Regions from separate parts of the Sus scrofa genome. Here all the other regions are linked to region 3. The links are chromatin contacts, called in public Hi-C and HiChIP or PLAC-seq maps. All regions are on one chromosome and are shown on one strand. The core of a region is the stretch at or near the end of the contact, and the rest is flanking DNA. Distances in the headings are between cores, read along the strand shown. Region 1 holds the start of UBR7 (putative E3 ubiquitin-protein ligase UBR7). Region 2 overlaps ITPK1 (inositol-tetrakisphosphate 1-kinase). Region 3 holds the start of ITPK1 (inositol-tetrakisphosphate 1-kinase).

What was found. Hi-C and Micro-C count contacts between places; a contact is called where the count stands out from the background. HiChIP or PLAC-seq counts read pairs in DNA pulled down with a chosen protein or histone mark.
Region 1: a contact with region 3 is called in an H3K27ac HiChIP or PLAC-seq map of alveolar macrophages. The contact joins the promoter of UBR7 here to the promoter of ITPK1 in region 3. A contact is called at or near these places in 1 of 47 Hi-C or Micro-C datasets (embryonic fibroblasts) and 1 of 2 datasets of contacts at active chromatin or transcription factors (alveolar macrophages).
Region 2: a contact with region 3 is called in a Hi-C map of liver, with 6 times the contacts expected there. The contact joins the enhancer-like site here to the promoter of ITPK1 in region 3. A contact is called at or near these places in 5 of 47 Hi-C or Micro-C datasets (brain, embryonic fibroblasts, heart right ventricle and 2 more) and 1 of 2 datasets of contacts at active chromatin or transcription factors (alveolar macrophages).

What each region holds. Positions count from the first base shown.
Region 1 is chr7:114,587,641-114,592,447 of Sscrofa11.1, reverse strand. It overlaps UBR7 (putative E3 ubiquitin-protein ligase UBR7), which reads right to left and starts at 1,528. Exons shown (of 11, transcript XM_001926839.5): 1 at 1,293-1,528. The coding sequence starts at 1,442. It overlaps GON7 (GON7, KEOPS complex subunit homolog), which reads left to right and starts at 1,644. Exons shown (of 2, transcript NM_001167590.1): 1 at 1,644-1,904. The coding sequence starts at 1,697.
Region 2 is chr7:114,393,101-114,397,515 of Sscrofa11.1, reverse strand. The region is part of intron 4 of ITPK1 (inositol-tetrakisphosphate 1-kinase); the gene reads left to right. Among named protein-coding and RNA genes, the nearest start is that of CHGA, 50 kb to the right of the region's middle. Within about 2 kb of position 2,970, at least 13 of the 83 cell types and tissues checked have an H3K27ac peak or open chromatin away from gene starts, as enhancers often do. A contact at or near this core is called in liver and skeletal muscle, where this site is marked.
Region 3 is chr7:114,518,072-114,522,930 of Sscrofa11.1, reverse strand. ITPK1 (inositol-tetrakisphosphate 1-kinase) reads left to right here and starts at 2,755. Exons shown (of 10, transcript NM_001143692.2): 1 at 2,755-2,982. The coding sequence starts at 2,888.

The sequences.
Region 1 (4,807 bases), core at 279-2,778, 71 kb before region 3:
GCTCGGATTGTACTCCTAGCCTGGGAACCTCCAGCGGTCCCTCCCTAAAACACAAAAAACAAACGAACGAAAGCACAGAAGAAGTTGTTTCGGGGGTGACCAAAGGTTTTAGAATACCAGCCAACATTAAATACATCTGATACCAGGTGTATTAAAAAAAAGCCCTACCCAGTAGTTCCTGTCATGGCTCAGTGGTTAACGAATCCGACTAGGAACCATGAGGTTACGGGTTCCATTCCTGGCCTTGCTCAGTGGGTTAAGGATCCCACGTTGCTGTGGCTCTGGTGTAGGTCAGCAGCTGCAGCTCCGATTCGACCCCTAGCTTGGGAACCTCCATATGCTGCGGGAGCGGCCCAAGAAATGGCAAAAGAAAAAGAAGAAAAAAAAAACCCTAACCATTCTGCAGTGTAAATTCAACTGGTCAATGATGACAACTGGTATTATGATCTCAGTCCACACCACACAATGACCCTAAGTCTCTCTCCTCACCCTCCAACGTTCCACTCCACACGCCCCCCGCCAAGGAACCTTCCTCCTACCAATTCTCACCTCTTATTAGTTTTCTTCTACCCACCTTTCTCCATTTTTGTACCTAGAATATAGGATGAGTCACCCAACACTACATCACACCCCCTCAAAGCCTTGTTCACAACATCTTCCAAGTGCTCGCTCTCCTCCCCTACCCCCACCCCTTCGCCAGAGCCACCAGCTGTTCGGGTTCCGGTCTATCCTCCTGGGTAGCAGACTGCACAGAGACATGGTACTTGCTTCCTCTCGCCAAAAAACCAGATAGCACTTGTCAAACTAAATTGCAGAGGACCAGCTGTCCAAGTGCCCAGCCCACATGGGGAGATTTTCAGATCCAGAGATCTCTCCTTTATCTCTGCTTTGACTCCCACCTGGTTCCTAATAAATACTAAGGATGGGAAAATTAGGGACAAAGATGTCTGGATTTGAGAGGACACGAGGATGGTTTCGTGAAAAACACCCGGGGCACCGAGAAGAGACGGGAGAGGAAGGAAAGGCTGCTCCAGGGTCAAAGCCTAGAGATCCTGGGGGGTCGGAGGAAAACCGAGGGACGAAGGGGGCCCTGCCGGACACAAGCAGAGGAAGGGGGCTCACGAGACTAAGGGTAAAAGGGCGGCTGAGCCTGGGATGAGGAAGCCTATGACAAACAGTGACCCCGGACTACCACGGAGGTGCCGGCCTCGGCAGGCGGGAAGAGGGAAGGTAAGTCCGGGAAGAGAAGGTCCAGGGGAGCCGGGGGAGGTAAGGCCCGGCCGCGCGCCCACCTGCGAGTAGGAGCACTTCTCGGAGTCGCTGCCGCCTAGTACGGCGCACGCCTCATTCTCCAGCTCCTCGTCCTCCTCAAGTACATCGACCAACGATACCACGGGCTCCAGCTCCGACTGCCGCCCCGCGGTCCCCTCGGCTCCAGCCATCCTCAACTGTCACCCGGACCGCCGCTCAGCCCCGGCGGAGGCGGGAAAAGCGGGCGCGAGGGGCGGGGCCGTAGGAGGCGGGGCCTGGGTGCCTGGAACCAATCCCAAAGACGCCGAGAGAAGGAAGGGGGAGGAGCGACTTCCGACAAACGGAAGTCACTCCTCTTCCTTCTCCCGCCTGCGCCCGCGCTTGGCTGGTTTCCGCTTCCGGGTGGCGTATCCCTGTGGCGCGTTCTTGAAGCTCAGCGGTCGCCATGGAGCTGTTGGGCGAGTATGTCGGGCAGGACGGGCAGCGGCAGCGGCTACGAGTGCCCTGTGAGGCGCCAGGCAATGCCGACCATTTCCAGGGCTTGCTGTCGGGCGTGGCTCGGATGAAGGAGCTGGTGGCCGAGCTCTTCGGTTCCCCGGTACAGGGGGAAGCTCAGGACCGGGTGGCGGCGGCTCCAGAAGAGGCCTTGGACGGTGAGCTCTGGGATGGTGCTGGAGCGACTGGAGGGAGGGCAGGGGCGCCCCGGGAAAAATCTCAGGGAGCCCGTGTAAAACAGCAGACTGGAGAAAACTGGAGGAAGAAGGATTCCTACTAAAAATTGTTAGCACCTTCCGCCAACTCTAGGCCTAACCTGGGCTCACCTAGCAGGGCTGTTTTCACGACTCTTTTCATTTATATCACACACACACACACACACATACACGCACACACAAAACCAAAGAAAAGCGGGCCGAACCCCTGCTGCTCTGTGCCAATCATTGGACTGAGCTCTGAAGAAAGAATGAGGGTGAATGCGGCTTAGTTCCTGTCGTTGCGGAATTTTGATGAGTGATTAAACAAGTAAACGCTCTCATTAAAGAGTGGAAAGATGACCCTAGGATCCTCCTATAACTATTCGAACCTAGAGAACCCAGGAAGACCTAATAGTGGGCATGTCTGGCTTTTAAGCTGGGTGTTGAAGGATGAAAAGGAATTCTCCCAGCTGTGAAATTACGTTTGGAAGACTGCGGTCCATCGCAGAATAGGAGCGGGTTCCTAAGATTGGAAGAGATTTCAGATAAACAGGTGTTTACTCTCAGGGACTCCTTTCCTTTCCCGGTTTTGTAGGTGCAGTTTGAAAGTGGAAACGGGAAATTTAACTGGTTTAGTTTTTGGGGGGTTTTTTGTTTTAAGTCTTGTCTTGAATAGGTAGATACATTTTGACTGCCTTAAGCTTAAGAACCTAAGCATTAAATATTGGAATCAGGACTTAACTCCTCTGTACAGGCTCTTAAACTAATAATGTGAAGGAACCAATTCAGAATATTACACAAACTTCAGACAATGGATTGTTTCCGTGAGAGTGAAGTCCTGTTTCTTGACTCCAAAAGTTCCTCTTTAATCAGTTGCAAATTTTATCGTTGGAATAAGGACAGGTATAGGTAGAGCCATTGAAAAAAAAAAAGTGGGAGTTCTCATCATGGCTCAGTGGAAAGGAATCTGACTGATATTCATGAGGACGCAGGTTACATCCCTGGCCTCCTCAGTGGGTTAAGGATCCGGAGTTGCTCTGAGCTATGGTGTAGGTTGCAGACATGACTCAGATCTGGCATTGCTGTATTGCTGTGGTGTAGGCCAGTGGCTATAGTTCCAATTCAACACCTAGCCCAGGAACCTCCATATGCCTCAGGTGCGGCCCTAAAAAGACCAAAAAAAAAAAAAAAAAAAAAAAAAAAATGGAGTTTATCTTTATTTTGGATGAATTCTTTCTTTCTTTTTTTTTTTTTTACGGCCACATCTGCAGCATAGGGAGGTTCCCAGACTAGGGCTCAGAATGGAGCTACAGTTGCCAGCCTACGCTACAGCAACTCCGGATCGGAGCCATATCTGCAACCCACACCACAGCTCACAGCAACACTGGCTTCCCAACCCACTGAGTGAGGCCAGGGATCAAACCCACATTCTCATGGATATTAGTCGGATTCTTTTCTGCTGCACTGCACTGGGAACCCCCAGTGTATGAATAATATCTTAATTAGCAATGCAAAATTTTCAGAAATAACAATTATGAAAGAAAAGTGGTAGAATGCAACACTAAAAAGGCAAATAGTGATCATTTTGTAACGTCTAGAAATATCGGGGCACTGTGTGGTACACTTGGAACTAACAGTGTACTTCAATGGAAAAAAAAATCCTCATGTTGACGAAAAAAGACAGTCAGTTACCAAATGTGCAGAAGACTTGAATAGACAGTTCTCCAAATAAGATATACAAATGGCAAATAAGCACATGAAAAGACGCTCAACGTCATTGGCTTTCAAGGAAAGGCAAATCAAATCACAATGAGATTCCATGTCATGTCCACTAGGAAGGCTGTAATCAGAAAGAACACTAACAGATGTTAGCTAGGATATGAAGAAATTAGAGCCCTCATGTGTTGCTGGTGGAAATGCAAAATAGTGTACCTTCTTTGGAAAGCCGTTTGAAGTTAAAGTTATCATATGATCCAGCAATTCTAGGGATTCTTAATTCCATCCCTAGTTCTCCAAGAGAACTGGAAACATGTTCCCATAAAAAACAAATGCACAAATGTTCATAAGCAGCATTATTCATAATAACTAAAAAGTGGAAATAAGACAAATTACAGCAGATATTGTCAGAACATTGTAAATCAACTATACTTTGATGAAAAATTTTAAAAAACACACAAATGTCCATCTACTCGAGTGGAGAAACAATATGTATATCCATACAATGGAATATTATTTAGCAACAAAAAGGAGTGAAGTACTGATAAATGTTACACTTCATGAATGACCTTTGAAAACATGGTAAGTGAAAGCAGACAGACACAAAAAGGCATGTATTTTGCGATTCATTTACATTAAATGTTAAGAATAGGCAAATCTGGAGTTCCCGTCGTGGCGCAGTGGTTAACGAATCCGACTAGGAACCATGAGGTTGCGGGTTCGATCCCTGCCCTTGATCAGTGGGTTAACGATCCGGCGTTGCCGTGAGCTGTGGTGTAGGTTGCAGACGCGGCTCGGATCCCGCGTTGCTGTGGCTCTGGCGTAGGCCGGCGGCTACAGCTCCGATTCAACCCCTAGCCTGGGAACCTCCATATGCCGCGGGAGCGGCCCAAGAAATAGCAACAACAAAAACAACAACAACAAAAAAGACAAAAGACAAAAAAAAAAAAAAAAAAAAAAAAAAAAAAAAAAAAAAAAAAAAAAAAAAAAGAATAGGCAAATCTAAGAGATGGGAGATGATTACAGTAGGTTAGTGGCTGCCAAAGGCTAAGGGGAATGGGAAATGACTGCTAATTGGTGTAAGATTTCTTTGGGGTTGATGAAAAGTGTTCTAGAATTAGTGGTGAGGGTTGGACAGCCTAGTGAAT
Region 2 (4,415 bases), core at 1,721-4,220, 130 kb after region 3:
GGCCCCGCGGAGCAGCTGCCTGGGGCTGGGGGTGTGATCAGCTGGAGGCTCTCCCTGAGAGGTGCTGTCCGCCCTTGGTGAGCTGCAGAGGGCTGGGAGTGGAAGGGGGGGCCTTGGGGTTGAGACCTGGGCCCCAGTCCGCCTGTGTCCCCATCATGTGCCCTGTGGGTCACTGTTCCTCTGGGGCCTGCTTTGTCAGTGCTCAGGTGGCCCTCTGGCAGCACTAGCTATGTGCCAGCCACTGTATTAGCTATTTTTTTTTGCTTTTTTTAGGGCTGCACCTGTGGTTCCCAGGCTAGGAGTCGAATTGGAGCTGTACCTGCTTGCCTACGCCACAACCACAGCAATGCAGGATCCGAGCTGCATCTGTGACCTACACCACAGCTCACAACAACCCTGGAGCCTTAGCCCACTGAGCAAGGCCAGGGATCAAACCTGCATCCTCATGGATGCTAGACAGATTCGTTAACCGCTGAGCTACGACGGGAACTCCCCTGTATTAGCTAATTTAATCCTCACCATGACCCTGTGAGAAAGGCACTGCTGCTGCCACGTAACGGTGGGGACACTGACAGGCATTGTGTCCCGTTGGCTAAAGCTACTGAGCTACTGGGGGCAGAGCTGGGGGATTGATACCCACGCCATCTGGGTATCCTCTTAGCCAGTGGTTCCTGAGTCCGGCTCCGACCCCCATGTGTACTGCCTCCTCCACCCACACTGTCCCTGAGCCCGACAAGGAGGGGCTGAGGCTATGATGCATGCAGTGGGGGCCTCTGTCTCTGCTGCCTGGGGTGATCCCCAGAGCTTCCTGGTGCTCTGGCACCACCACCTGGCACTGCTTGCGGGCGCCCTCTGGTGTCCAGGCAACGACATTGTCTAGGAAGGTCCCTGGTGTCCACTGTGCCTCAGTCATGGAGTCTCTGTCCCATAGGGTTATGGTCCTTTTCGGGGACAGTGACACATTGGAGTGGGGAAGGATGGGGCTTTGGCACTGACAGGTCTGGCTGGGCTCAAATCTCAGCCCTGTTCGTGGGGCCTGGGCTGTCACTGGCTTGCTGAGTCGTTTGCTCACCTGTCAGGGCTGCCATCCCCCAGGGGGAAGCGTGCAGAAGGTCTGGCCAGTTCACTGCAGCAGGTGTGGCCCAGAGTTGGGCACCCAGGTCCGTCTCTTCTCCTCGGTCCCACAGGGTGCCCGGGCTTTGAGCAGGAGGCATGTGAGCAGCTGGTTGGTAGTAGCAGGGTCTGGAGGACACAGAGGACAGTAGGGTGTAGCCCCTCCTCTACCCGGGAACTGTTGCTCCTGAGTCAGGGTCAGCTTCTAGCCCTGATTTTGTGTCCAAGGCCGAATTTGGGATTAGCCTGCCAGGAAAATGCTTCACACACTTATCAGGAAGGCTTGTGAGGCGCTGGCCCTGATGGTACCCACCTGCCATGAGTCCCCGAGGTCGGCCTGGGTTGTGGGTTTTAGACCACACATGATACGTTGTAACCAGACGAGTCCTGGGTTCTTGAGATTCTTTTTTTTGGCTGCCCCTCAGCATACGGAGATCCCCCCTGGGCCAGGGATCGGATCCGAGCCTCAGTTTCACCATACACCACCGCTGCGGCAACACTGGATCCTAAACTCACTGTGCTGAGCTGGGGATCGAAGCTACATCCCAGCGCTCCCAAGACACCTGATCTGTTACACCACAGCAGGAACTCCTTGAAATTCTTTTTAGCTTTAAATGAATGCTGGCCTCTGCAACCCTGTGCCCAGGTCCCTTCCAGGCAGTGCACCCCTCTCCCTCCATCCTCCCTGAACACCCGCCTGGCTTTATTTTTAATTATATCAGTTTTATGGATTTATTATAAAGTTCACAATACAGTCGCCCCTCAGGATCTGTGGGCAGTTGGTTCCAGGATCTCCCCTGCTACCAAAGTCTGAGGACACTCGAGGACCTTACGTAATAAAACGGTGTCGTATTTGCACATAGTCTATGCATGCCCTCCTGTATACCTTGCATCGTCTCTGCATGACTTATAATACCCACCATAAGGCACATGCCATGTAAATAATTATAAATACAATACAAATAATGTGTAAATACTTCCTGGCACCTGGCAAATTTTGGAACTTAATGGAATATTTTCTTCGCCCCCCCCAATATTTTTCCATTCATATTTGGATGAACCTCACAGATACAAAGGGCTGTCTGTATACATATTTTTTAGTATAAATGTTATTTTAAGTAATTTTAGACTTGACAAAAAAGTTGCAAAAAACGCTACATGCAGTACCCATGTACCTTTCGCACAACTGTGTCCCATATTAGCATCCTGTGTGACCATGATACCTTTGTCTAAGCCCAGGACAGTCACATCAGTAGCAATCAGGAGTTCCCTTGTGGCACAGTGGAAATGAATCCAACTAGTGACCATGAGGTTGCAGGCTCAATCCCTGACCTTGCTCAGTGGGTTAAGGATCCAGCTTTGCTGTGAGCTGTGGTGTAGGTCACAGACAAGGCTCGGATCTGGTGTGGCTGTGGCTGTGGTGTAGGCTGGCAGCTACAGCTCCGATTCGACCCCTAGCCTGGGAACCTCCATATGCTATAGGTGCGGCCCTAAAAAGACAAAAGACAAATAAATAATAAAAATGAAAATATGGACCGTTCCATTGCTGGAAGCATCCTCCTTGCACTGGGCCAGGCTAACGTTTTCTGTTCTTTTGGAATATGTACAGCCAGGGAGAGCACTTCGAATAGTATTTTTTAAAATGTCTTGCAAACAGAAAAGGCTGCTGCATCTCGGGACTTGGAACTGAGTGGCGCAGCCAGCCTGCAGGTCCGGAAGAGGGCCATAAATCAGTGGAAACAGCTGCCACGGAGTTAATCCACATTTCCAGCCGCCGTCTCCATGAGCTGGAACGGGACTCGGGAGTGTCCCTGTCTCCGCCTGGGCCCGTGCCTGGCTTCTCTACTCTTGGCCTTGAGCACGCCCGGTGCAAATAGCACTCTGTCCCCTTGAGATGAAACAGGTCATTAGCTGAGTCAGACAGGAGGGACACTGCGTGTCCAGCAGACCAGGGCCATGTCAGAGCAGGGAGCGTCAGACCTCTGACCTTTGTTTCCCTCTGTCCCAGCCTGGAAGCACCCCCTCTCCAGTGTTGTCCCAACAGCAGTCTGTAGCTGGGAGTCAATGATCAGGCTGCTGGCAGGGAGGTATCAGCTGCAGCAGAGCCTGAGGGCCCCTCAGAAGCTTCCAGGAGCAGGGTTGGCACTGCAGCCACTGCTGAAATGCCCCCACCTCCACCCCAGCCCAGTGTCTCCCAATTACACAGTCAAGGTCCCCCTTGGAAAACTCACAGTAACCAGAGTCTATTCATTTCTCATTGCTGCATCATAACAAATAACTACAAACTGGCTTGCAACATCCCCTCGCCTTTATCATCTCATGGTTCGGTAGGCCAGAAGTCTACCTGATGTGGCTGCTTCAAGGGTGTCACAGGTGGGAATCAAGGTGTCAGAGGGGCTGAGTTCTCATCTGAAGTTCCCGAGGAAGAAGCTGCTCCCAAGCTCATGCTTGTTGGCAGGACTCAGGTCCTTGGGGCTGTAGGACTGAGGTTTCCTTGCTGACTGTCAGCAGGGGGCGCCCTCTGCTCTTACAGCCCCCACATTTCTTATCACTGGTCTCTCCATCTTTAAACCAGCAATGGCATGTCTAGCTAGCCCTTCTTGGGCTTCAGGTCTCTGACCTCCTCTTCGGAGAAAACTCTGCCTTTTTTTTTTTTTTTTTTTTTTTTTTTGATGGCAACACCTGCAGCATATGAAAGTTCCCAGGCTAGGGGTCAAATCAGAGCTGCCTCTGAGGCTTACACCACAGCCACAGCAACACCAGATTCGAGCCACATCTGCGACCTATGGTGCATCTTGTGGCAGTGTTGGATCCTTAACCTACTGAGTGAGGCCAGGAACTGAACCCACCTCCTCACAGACATTATGTCAGCTTCTTTTTTGTTTTAATGATTTTTATTTTTTTCCATTATATCTGGTTTACAGCAAGGTGACTCAATCACACATACATATATACATTCTTTTTTCTCACATTACCATGCTCCATCATAAGTGACTAGATATAGTTCCCAGCAGGACCTCATTGCTTATCCATCCCAAAGGCAATCGTTTGCATCTATGAACCCCAAACTCCCAGTCCAGCCCACTCCCTCCCCCTCGGCAACCACAAGTCTGTTCTCCAAGTCCATGAGTTTCTTTTCTGTGGAAAGGGTCATTTGTGCCCAGATTCCAGCTATAAGTGATATCATGTGGTACTTGTCTTTCTCTTTCTGACTTACTTCACTTAGTTTGAGAGTCTCTAGTTCCACCCATGTTGCTGCAAATGACATTATTTTGTTCTTTCTCATGGCTGAGTAGTATTCC
Region 3 (4,859 bases), core at 1,506-4,005:
TATAATATTGCAAGTCAATTATATTTCAATGAAAAAAAAAAAAAAGAGTCCTGGAGTTTCCGTCGTGGCTCAGCGGAAACGAAGCTGACTAGTATCCATGAGGATGCAGGTTCCATCCCTGGCCTCAGTCAGTGGGTTAAGGATCCAGTGTTGCGGAGAGCTGTGGTGTAGGTCCAAGAGGAGGCTTGGATCTGGCATTGCTGTGGTTGTGTAGGCTGTTGGCAACAGCTCTGATTTGCCCCCTAGCCTGGGAACCTCCATATGCTGTGGGAGTGGCTCTAAAAAGACACACACACACACACACACACACACACACACACACCAAGAGTCCTTGGGAGTTCCTGTCCTGGTGTATCGGAAACAATCCAACCAGGAACCATGAGGTTGCGGGTTTGATCCCTGGCCTCGCTCAGTGGGTTAAGTGTGGCGTTGCTGTGAGCTGTCGTGTAGGTCGCAGACGCCGCTCAGATCTGGCTTGGCTGTGGCTGTGGTGTAGGCTGGCAGCTACAGCTCCGATTAGACCCCTAGCCTGGGAACCTGCATATGCCGCAGGTGCGGCCCTCAAAAAGATAAAAAAAGACAAAAAAAAAAAAAAAGAGTCCTTGGATGAGACAGTGACAAGCCCCATTTGTGATGGTGGCCTGCTGAGGACCACCTAATACCTACCCTAATTCTCCCCACAATGTTTTAAGGCAAGCATTACTTTTTTCACCTGGAGCTCAGAGGCAGAACTTAAATGACTTGCCTAAGCTGGGAGGAGCTGAACTCAGACCCCAAAGCTAGGTCTTTCTGAAGCCAGACTGTTCTCGCTCTCCTTTATTTTTTTTGTGGCTGTGCCCAAGGCATACGAAAGTTCTGAGGCCAGGGCTTGAACCCGAGCCACAGCAGTGACAACACCAGCAGTTCCCAGGTCAGGGATCCAACCTGCGTAGCTATTGCGATCTGCGCCACAGCTTTGGCAACAAGGGAACTTCCAGGGACCTCCTGTTCTTCTTGTTTACCTCCAAAGCGGTAGGACCTGAGGCCCAGAGAGACTAAGTGGCCGGCAAGGTCACCCAGCAAGGGTGCCAGGGGAGGGGGATGGGTAAAGGGTGGCGCTAGCTGAGAGGTGGAGACAGGGGGCAGGTGTGCTCACTGCCAGAGTCTGGTGTGGACAAGTCTCACCTAGTAGCAGCGGGAAAGCCATGGGGAAGAAGGATGGGGAAAGTTGGAATTAGGGGAAGAAGGCAGGCCCCCAGGGGCTGGGCCTTAAAGACAGCGTTCAAGTTTGGTCAAGGAGAGTCTGTCCCTAACAGCTTGGTTCTTTCACTTCTCCCAGCCTCCGTTCAAGCTATTCTCTTTTCTCAGGCCCGTCGAACTCCTCCGTATTTTCCACGGCCAGCTTAAATGTCTTCCCTGAAAGTCTGAGACGCCCTCCAACCCTCCCTCCCATTCATTTTTCTTGCCGGTGTCTGGGGAGAGATGCTCGCTTCTCCCCCAATCCTCCAAGGGCTGGATGCTTCCCTAATGCCCACAGGGCGTGGGCAGGCAGGGTGGGGCTGGTGAACTAAGGGTGCTGGGCCTGCAGCTGCTCTGCGTCCCCAAAGGAAAGTGTCTTCTGGGGGTGTCCCACCCTGATCCTCGATGCTTCCAGCCTCTCCCCTCCCCCGCTGGAGGGGACCCGAGTGTGATTGGCGGGCAACCTCTGAAGCCTGCGAAGGCCCCTGAGTGTCCATGTCCTCACCCGAAGTGCCCCCATGGGCACAGCCTGGGTCTGTCTCCTTCAGGGAAGACGGGTGATATCATTGAGTGTCTGTATCTCTCTCCCGCCCCCCTTCCTGCTCCTTCTGCTGCACTCGGAGGTCAATACTGCTGGGACTACAGAGATGCTTTTGATGAATGAAACTCAGTGGCTCGATCACTCCCAAAGGACAGGCAGAAAATCCCCCACCACGACTCCTCTCGCTCCTATACAAAGTAAAAGCACTTGGCAAGGGCCGCCCTAAAGCCGCTACTGAGCCCTCCACCCCCCAGGCTCAACAGCCTGATCCTCGACACAAACGCGCACCAAAGAGCAAGGCGGGGAAGGCGCTGCGCCTTTAAGAGGCGGCGGGCGGCGCTGCCCCCTGGCGGCCGGCTCCGCCGCGTTTCCTCCGGCCTGGTCCAGCGGTCCTGCCGGCCGGGTCAGCACGGTGGCAGCGGCTGGGCCGGGCTCGGCGAGAGCGCGGGCTGCGCGCGAGGACGACGACGGAGAGGAGAAGGAAGTGGCAGCGGCGGCGGTGGCCGCGGCGGCGGGTGAGGACGGCGGGGCGGGGCGGGGTGGGGCTGGGGGCGCTGGCGGCCGCGTGCGCCCCGCCGGGGTCCGAGCGCGCCGGGCAGCGCACGCGCTCCGCTCGCATCGGCCAAACGCGCCGCCCGGGGCTCGGAGGGGGAACTGCGGGCGAGAACGGGAGGGAGGGCGGGGAGGAGGGGCTTGGGGGCGGCGCGCAGCCCCGGCGCGGTGGCCGATCGTCCGCGGCCGCCGCTGGAGGGCGTGTTGCTCGGTCCCCAGCGCCGGGAGGGCGGCGCCAGCGAGGGAGGGCCTCCCTCCTCTTCCCAGCCGGGCCGGGCCGGCGCTCGCGAACTTGCGCGCCGGGAGCCCCGGGGGCGACGGGGGCGTGGGCGGCGGCGGCGCGGGCGGCCCCGGCGCAGCGGCAGCCAGTGGAGTGCCGCGCTGAGCGCCGCTCCCTCCGCCCGGGCGCCCGCCCCGCCCCGTCCCGCCCCTCCCGGCAGGACTGCGCGCCCGGAGCCCCGTTCCGCGTCCCCGCCGCCGGGAGGAGGTGCCGGCACGCTCGCGGCGCGCGCCGGGCCGCCAGACTCGGCCTGTGGGCGATTTCCTCCGACCCGAGCTCTCCGCCCGAAGAGGAAGATGCAGACCTTTCTGAAAGGGAAGAGAGTTGGCTACTGGCTGAGCGAGAAGAAAATCAAGAAGCTGAATTTCCAGGCCTTCGCCGAGCTGTGCAGGTAAGGAGGGACGGGGCTCCGGCGCCCGGGGACCCCCGGCCTGAGCCCGGTTCAGCCTCAGCGGCTGGTTCGGGAGATTAGAGCAAAACGGGAAGGAGCGGTGCGTGGGGACACGGAGTCCGAGTAGCCAGGTGGCTGTGGTGGCCGCGGGCTGTGTACGAGGGAAGCAGTTGCCAGTATGGGCGGTGTGGCACGGACCAGGGCTCTCAGGTGCACTGGGTCTCCCGGTAGGGAGACCCCTGGCTGCCCAGGGCGCGGTGGGAGCACTGCTAAAGGGGGCCGAGGGACCTGGGAAATCGGGGGATCCACGCCGTATGCCTGTGGCTGGAGGTACTTTTGGACTGGAGTGTTTTTTCTTGCTTGGGCCTCTTCCCTTCATGGGGAAGGGCTCCGAGGTTCGTATGCTCGTGGACCACCTACTCTGTGCCCCGCCTGTGCAGCTGTCTTTGCAAGAAGCTATCATCGCATATCACTGGGTTAAGCCTCTTTGAAGCGAGTAGCAATACTTGGCATGTATGTGATTTGCTGTCTCATTAGAGCCTCGCACCAGCCTTGAGAATTGGCTGGGTTGGTGATTCTGGGCCACGTGTCTGAGAAGGGGGATCCATCCACAGAGAGGTGGGGTACCTCCCCCTGGGGTCCCACAGCAGGGAGTGGCTTGATGCCTAAGAGGAGGTGGTGGGTAAATGCTTCTGGTCTAGAACGGCCTTCCTCCCTCTGGGCTCCCCCCCCTCCCCCACCACTGGTCCTTCTGGGGTGGAGGCTCCGGGTGTTTTAATACGATGGAATTCTTAGTCCATTACAGATGCATCCAGTTTTGGGTCAGGTCTGCCTCACCTTGCTTCACTACAGTGGCTTTGGCTCTGAGAAGCTGTTAGTTAAATACTGTTCTCCGTGAAAGCCTAAGAGAATCAGGCTCCCCCAGGCTTTTGCAAACTCTAGGTGGAAGACCTTTTGTTATGCAGTGTCTCCACTTGGTAGATTTGATTCTTGAAAATGGACCCCCCCTTGCATTTTTATCCCTGTTGGGTCACCAAACATAATGATTGGGTTTCCTTATCTCCCCTTGTGCGGAGCAAGTGGCTGGTCAGAGCTGGCTGGTGCAGGCCCGCCTGGCAGCACCTCTGTGCCCCTCATGCCTTTTCCCAGGGCCTGCTGCTCCTTTGCCTTGTTCCAGCCCCCAAGGCGCTCTTCTCGCTGCAGCCAGAGGGGCGCCCCTTGTATACAACAGCTCCTGGTTCTGCGTCCCTTGGTCTGGGGATAGGGCCTTGTCTGCCTTGCCTCACGCTGGCTTCCCCAGGAGAAAGCAAGCTTTTCATGGTCAGTAGGGCATGCCGAGTGGCCGGGGAATTCACAAGGAAACTAGGAGGAACTTGCAGCCAGAGCTTTGAAAATGGGTCTGAGGACTTTTGGAACATTCAAAAAGGGCCCTCGCACCTAGCCCTGCAGAGACACGCACTTGTGGAAGATGTGCCCTGGACGCCGAGGACATGTGGAGAAGCCCCTAGACCTGATCTTGAAGTCTGGTTCTGGCGTTAGGTGCCCGAGTTCCCTGCAGTCATCTAAGACTTGGGAAATCCCCACTGATACCTTGCACCCTTTTTCCTGAGGTCTGTCTGTATTTGTGTCATCCTGTGTCTGCAGCTAAAGCATGAGGCTTGTCATCTGGTTGGTATGTTTTGCTTGGTAATTAGGAAGCTCTCGTGAAACACTTCCAGCCAAGACTTGAGGCTGGGTCTTCAGGCTGGACTTGCAGTTGGGTTTTCCCTCTTCATGGACCCTCCTGCCTTTCATCAGGGGGTTCGGAGCAAGCTCTGATGTCAACCATTCTGGGGGGAAATCCAGCACGGAGTTCTTTCTCTGAAGGGATTGTGGCT